2 separate regions of the Oryctolagus cuniculus genome follow, and region 2 is linked to region 1. The links are chromatin contacts, called in public Micro-C maps. All regions are on one chromosome and are shown on one strand. Each heading gives the region's core, a stretch centred on a gene start, on an enhancer-like site or on the middle of the called end of the contact. The rest is flanking DNA. Distances are from core to core; before and after follow the strand shown. Region 1 holds the start of CLUAP1 (clusterin associated protein 1). Region 2 holds the start of ZNF263 (zinc finger protein 263).

Region 1 (3,229 bases), core at 347-2,846:
GGCTGCGAGTCTCGCCACGGCGGGCGGGCGGGCGGGCGGAAGTGGCCTCCGGACATCTGCACTGCAGAAAAGAGGAATTCCTAACAGAGCCGAAGGAGGCGCGAACTTGCTTAACAAGGCGGACGCCGTTACGTGAACCTCTAAAAAGCGGGACGGCGGCACTGCTCGGTGACAAAATCTCAGGGGAGCACCGTCCTCCACGTGACACACGCTGTCCTCTGCGAGCTGACCTCAGGGAGAGGCCTGTCAGGACCCCCTGCGCAGGGGGAGCCCGCAGAGAGACACAGCACACAGCGTCGCTCGGTCCTAAGCCTTCGCCTCCGCTTCCTCCCAGGCCTAGCTCCAGGTCACACGAGCCCACCTCCCCTCGACGGCGACCAGCCGGAACGTAACCGGCGGGTCCCGGCACCCGCCCGCCCGCGCCCCCTGGCCGGCGGGGCTCGGGGCCTCCACGCACACAGCAATCCACGCCAGGCTCTGCTCCACCCGCGGCAGCCCCCGGCAGGCCCTAAAGCCCAACACGATCATCCCCCAGCGCCCTCTCCGCTCTCCTGGCTTTCCCACCCCCACCCCGAACAGCCCCTGCGTTCTCCCGGGAATCCCCAACGCGGCAACTGGAGCACCAGCCGCGCGCGGCCCGGGGGCAGGCCGAGAGCCTTCCACCGCCACAGGCAGAGCCGGGGGCGGGGCGGGCTCTGCGGAAAGTTCGCGGAAGAACCGCACGGATTTCCCCAAAACGCTTCTGCGCCCTGGCAAACTCCTCTTTTAAAGCTCCGCCTTCCACGACATGTCTGAAGACGGGGCCGAGGCCCCAGGCGCACGCGGCCGGCAGAGGGGCCCCCCAGCCTCAGGGAGACGCGCGAGGCCCGGGCCGAGGCGCCGCCTTACTGCGGAGGTCGCGGAAAGACATGCTGCCTCCGTCCCCCGGCGCCTCAGGTCGCCGCCGCTCGCTCCCGCCGCCCGCAGCCCCGGGCCTCGCCGGTCTCCATGGCAACGCACGGAGCCCGGGACGGCGCGCGGCCGGGGCCAAACAAGGCGCGAGCCGAAACGCGGCGGCGGGCGCAGGCGCACAAAGAGGGCCGTAGGGGGCGCTGCGAGGACGCCGAGGGCGACACGGACACGTGGCCCCGGCTGGCGCGCCTGACAGGGGCTTCACAGACTGCTTCTCCCTTCCATAAACGATGTACTCCCGGGCCGCGTGTCCTTCTTGCGTGCTACGCACAGTGCTTTGCCTCTACGTCCTGTGTGGAAGGCTTGGCCTCGCGCCCCTCCTCCGGAACCGTCGAACGACGACGCCGCGTTCACGAGCGAAGGCGGCTCGTCCCGACCGCGCATGCGCAGCCGCCTGGCCTTCGCGACAAGCCGGAAATCGGCTGGAGGCTGCGCGCGCCGACGTTTGTCCCTGCACCCGCGGCCCCTTCTGGCGGGACATCCGGCCAGCACGAGGGTCGGTCCCCACAGAGTGCCTAACCGGAAGCCGTACCTGGAACGGGCGGGGATGGTGAGATGACAGGAACCTGGACGAGTGGACGGGGAGGAAGGCGGCCCCGCGCGGGCGCAGGGGCCTCCGGGCACGCCCTGCACCCGGGCGGTTGCTGAGGCGACGCGTCCCGTGCCGGACTGAGCGACTGAGGCCTGTGGTGGCGCGAGGATAACCTTCCGCGAGGAGCTGTGGAACCCACATGCGAACAACTGACCCCTTCTCAACCTGGCCCTGTATACGGAATTAAAGTGCCGCAAGCCTACGTGTAGAACCTGAAACTACGTTTTCTAGAAGGAAACCTGGATTGAGCAAGCTGTTTTATGAGTATATAATATACCGAAGCATTTTCCCTAAACAGATTCTCTCAGGATAGGTTGGACTTCGTCGATAATACAACACGTATGCTCCTCAGCTTAGAAACGAACGTTCAAGAGCCACGGTTGTGCTTCGGCGCTATCTTCCGTTGGGGGCGCCCGTTCAAGTCCTGGCTGCTCCATTCCTGATGCGGCTTCCTGCCAGTGTGCCTGGAAAGGCAGCGGATGATGGCTGAAATGCTTAGGCACCTGGCACCCGAGCCGGAGACCAGGATGGAATTCCTGGCTCCTGGTTTCAGCCTGGCCCAACCCTGGCTGTTGTAGCCATGTGGGGAGTTCCCTGCCTCCTTTGGGCACTCTGATATTCAGATAAAGAAGTACATCTTTAAAAAGTTTTTTTTTCAACAAGTCGAGCTTAATGATGGGATTGTCAGTTACTAGGATTTGTGATTGCGGCTTCATCCTTGCTATGAAAAAAGTGCTCCAACGGACATGGCTTCTGTAAGGAAGCTTAGCAGGAGCAAGGAAACAGCAGTGAAAATTCGGGCTGGTTAACATCAGGTTACTTCGGGTTACCTTCCTTGTATAGGTTAAGGCACAGGGGATTTCCTTATCATGCTAGCTCGGGTTGACTCGCTTGACGGTTTTAATTGGTTGTGTGAATTTCCTGTTTGGGAGGAAGCTTGCCCATTTCCAAGTTCACTGGGATTATGAGGCACCTCGCATGTAGGACTCCATTCTGCTTGGTCTGGTCTGTTAACATGACTCCCACAAATTTTATTTAACAACACTATATATAAGAAAACTAAAAGATGAGCCACCATCTAGGAGATGTTAGGCACAAAACACATATCTGACACCAGGTCTCATATCTGGAGTGTATAAAGAACTCAGCACTCAGGACAATCCGTTTAGCAAATGGACCAAAACCTAAACAGGTACTTCACAAAAGAAGATATATGGATGACTAACAACAAGCAAATGAAAAGATGCTCAGAATTACCAGTTATTAAGGAAAGACACATTAACAACAGCAAGACACCATTATGAAGTTGTTAAAATGGTTAAAATCACAAGCAAACAATTCTGACAATGCCAAACACTTGAAAGGAATTTCGAGCATCCTGAACTGCTCTGGAAATGATTGATAGTTTCTTGTAAAGTTAAACACGCAGACACTTAAACTATGATTCAGTAATCCCACTAATAGGTACTTACCAGAGGGAAATGAAAACCTGTATTTATGTCAAAACCCGTATCTAAATGTTTATAGCAGCTTTATTTGCAATCACCTGATTCTGCAAACCATCCAAGTGTCTGTCAACTTGAGAATGGATAAACTGTGGAAGTCCCTTGTATGAAATATCCCTCAGCAACAAAACAGGAGCAAACTCAGGACACATTGTTATACAATGAGTCTCCAATGCGTGGC
Region 2 (3,229 bases), core at 232-2,731, 180 kb after region 1:
AGGCCACTGCTGAGCCCCGCGCATCGGCCAGCAGGCTTCCACCACCGACTGCAGCCAGTCCTGTGAGCGCTCTCACGCGCTGCTTTCTCACGCTGGCCAGGTGCCGAGCCCCGCCGCCTCTGCCCTACGCCCCCGGCCGTGCGGGGACCAAGTGGAGGTCGGAGAGTCCGGGGCAAACGACAAAAAGGCCTGCTCCCCGTGCAGAGCTCGGGGCAACCAGGTCGGTGACATCCCCGCCGCCGGGGCCAGGCAGCCAGCTCGCGCGCTCTCACCTGCTGCCTCAACCTCCCGAGCTCTCTCTGCATATCCTCCACCAGGGTCACTGCTTCTTCGCCGCTCTCGGGATGCAACTCCTGCACCCTGCTCTGGATCTCCTGGGGCAGGATGGTCAGGAACTGCTCCAGCACCAGCAGCTCCAGGATCTGCTCCTTGGTGCGCAGCTCGGGCCGCAGCCAGCCGTGGCAGAGCTCCTGGAGCCGGCTCAGGGCTTCCCGGGGCCCAGCGGCCTCCTGGAAACGGAACCGTCTGAAACGCAGATGGGAGGCCTCCGGACTGGGCCCGGGGTCAGGCGGGGGCAGCTCCTGGCTCCAGGCGCAGTCCTCCTCCAGTTTCACTATCAGGAGCCCTTCTCGCTCCTGGGAGCTCGGGCCCGACGCCATTGTCAGGACCCCAGAGCGCCTGGCCCCTTAAAACCGGATGCGGCCGCTCTGAGAGGTATCCCGGCGCCAAGCAAGGGTGCGCGGCGCCGGCCGGAGCTGCTGGGCCCGGGGCTCCAGGTCCCGGCGGAAGATCCCAGCTCTCGCCGGGCGCAGCTGGCTCCAGCGCCTCCACCTCAACAAGCTTCGGGTGCCGCCGCCCAGCCGCCCAGGCCCACCTTCGCCAGGACGCTCCCGCGGCAAGACCCGAGCGACCCGCTCCTCAGCCAGCACCGGGACACACGAAAGACGGCTCGGCCCTCAGGCCGGAAGTGCCTGGGCGCCAGTTAGCCGTCCACAAGCCAACGGCCCCTGCTTGGGCCCAACTTCCGGGTCACGTTTCTGCAAACTCCGGCGCCCATTGGATCAGGTCTCGCCACAGACTCACCGACGACCAATGAGAAGGGGAGGTCCGCCTGCGGAGGCGGGACGAGCGAGGGGCCAATCAGAGAGGAGCCCCGCGGTCCCCGGCGGCCCCGGGAGGGGCGATGGGCGGGGCCGCCAAGTCGAAAATAGCTGGGGGGAAGGGAGGATGTGCCCGGCGGACGGTCTGGACGAGGGGTCCCCACAAAGGCTTATTAAAATGGCAAGCCCCGGCCGCGCGAGGGCCACCGCGTCAGAGTTCGGGGCGGGCAGAATCCGGAACTGAGTGGCTAAGCTCCACCCATGGCGTCTTCCCGGGGCAACCCCCAACCGTCCCGGGCACCCTGGGCTGGCAGCGGCAAGCGCGACCCACGCGTCCGGCTTCGGAGTCGGCGGCCTCCGCAGCGCGCTCCACACCCGTGGACGCCCGGCCGCGGGCCGCCCCGAACCCGTCACAGCGCGCGGCCCCCGGCCCCCGGCGCGGGGCCTGCCGGGAGATGGAGTCCGTGGCGCGACCCCGCGACTGCGCCTGCGCTGGCGGCCCCGGCTCCGCCGTCTACGCCCGCAGCCAGCTGCAGCCGGGTCGTGTGTGGCAGCGGGGCCGGCCGGGCGGGCTCCGGGGCTTCCGGGGGGCGCTCAGGGCCTGGCGCGCCCCCCTGGCTCTCCGGGTGTGGGTGTACTGCTCGGCCCGCGAGGGCCAGGGCCGGTTACTCCGGTGCTGGCTCCGCCGTGAGAATCGCCTTGCGGCGCGAACGGACACGCGTGGGGCCGGTGGAGGCTTCGTGTCGCCCAGGGGAGGGCTGCCCCGCCGCGAGCTGGAGCTCTTGCCCACGGGCAGCGGCGGTCCAGGGCCGCGACGCTTTCCACCGGCGGTCAGGCCGACAGAAGCGCGCTGGGAGCGAATCCGGACAACCAGTAACCGTCTACACAGCGCTTGCTCGCGTGCAGGCGGATCCTCGACGCGCACTGGACGAAGCAGACGTTGTTGTTGGCACCGTCAGCCGGGCCGGGTCGCACAAGGCCGCCAGTGTGGCGAAGGGTGGACCTGGGGACAGCCAGGGCTGGTTCGGAACACCTGTGTGGACTGAGGACTGGGCATGCGTTTTCCTTGTCCCATTCCAGGGACGAAACCAGACCCGCAGCTGCCATGCAGATGCCAACCCAGAAGCCCCTGCAGCACGGACGTGACGTCAGAACTCCCTGTGACCATTGCAGCATAGGCGTGACGTCAGAACTCCCTGTGACCACTGCAGCATAGGCGTGACGTCAGAACTCCCTGTGACCACTGCAGCATAGGCGTGACGTCAGAACTCCCTGTGACCATTCTGGTTTTTTAAACATTCTCATTTCAAAAAAGAAAATCTCGATTCTAACCTCATAAACCACTTGTCCCGGGCCTTTATGGTCTCAGGCAAGTTACTTAATCGCATGGAGCTCCCACCGCAGTTCCCTTCTCTGAGCTGAGGGAACGTGCGGGGAGGACTGCATGAGCCAGGGCACGTTCGAGGCTTAGAACCGTCAGTGGCAGTGGCTGCGGGATATGTGTAAGAATATTTCAGTGCTGCCCTGAAGTAGGACGAATGGAGGTCAACCGCTTGCGACCGCTGGCGCTCGGGGTTTGTTCCAGCGCATTCTTAGGATTAGTATTTTTTTGTGGCCTACCCGTATTCAGGGGACAGACTAGCCGACATCTGATTGGAGTACAGTTACCCGCTGGTTACAGATCTACAGGGATGCACTGAACCCCAGGGTTCTTAGCCTGGCACTGCCCAGAACCGTGTGATGGTGCCTACCGAGCCTTTAAGGCGGAGTTCATGTTGGGGGGCGCACTGGCCAGCACAGATCCGGGGGGTGCACGGTGCGTCTGGAGGTACTGTGCACCAACCTGCATGTGTGTGTCCCCAGGAAGCAGGAACAGACCGTTCACCAAGTTCTCGAGACACCAAAAATATCTAAGAACAGCTACCTTCGGGCTCTGGTGAAAATGAAGTAAGTGTGCCCTCGTGTGGCCACTACTGGTTCTACTTCGTTTCGCAGCTAGAGGAGGCTCCCTAGTTGTCAGGAAATTTTTAATCTCCTGCCTCCTCGTCCCTGTTTCTAGGCTGCTTTCAGTCCCTAACCAGGTCTTACAGATGCCCTGGCATTCAGGGAGTTTTCTTGTACCTGCACCA

Evidence for each region. Hi-C and Micro-C count contacts between places; a contact is called where the count stands out from the background.
Region 2: a contact with region 1 is called in a Micro-C map of ear pinna, with 7 times the contacts expected there. The contact joins the promoter of ZNF263 here to the promoter of CLUAP1 in region 1. A contact is called at or near these places in 2 of 6 Hi-C or Micro-C datasets (ear pinna and skin fibroblasts).

The regions. Positions count from the first base shown.
Region 1 is chr19:32,002,570-32,005,798 of mOryCun1.1, forward strand. It overlaps CLUAP1 (clusterin associated protein 1), which reads right to left and starts at 1,597. Exons shown (of 12, transcript XM_070064021.1): 1 at 1,484-1,597.
Region 2 is chr19:32,181,697-32,184,925 of mOryCun1.1, forward strand. ZNF263 (zinc finger protein 263) reads right to left here and starts at 1,482. Exons shown (of 4, transcript XM_008250644.4): 1 at 273-1,482. The coding sequence starts at 659.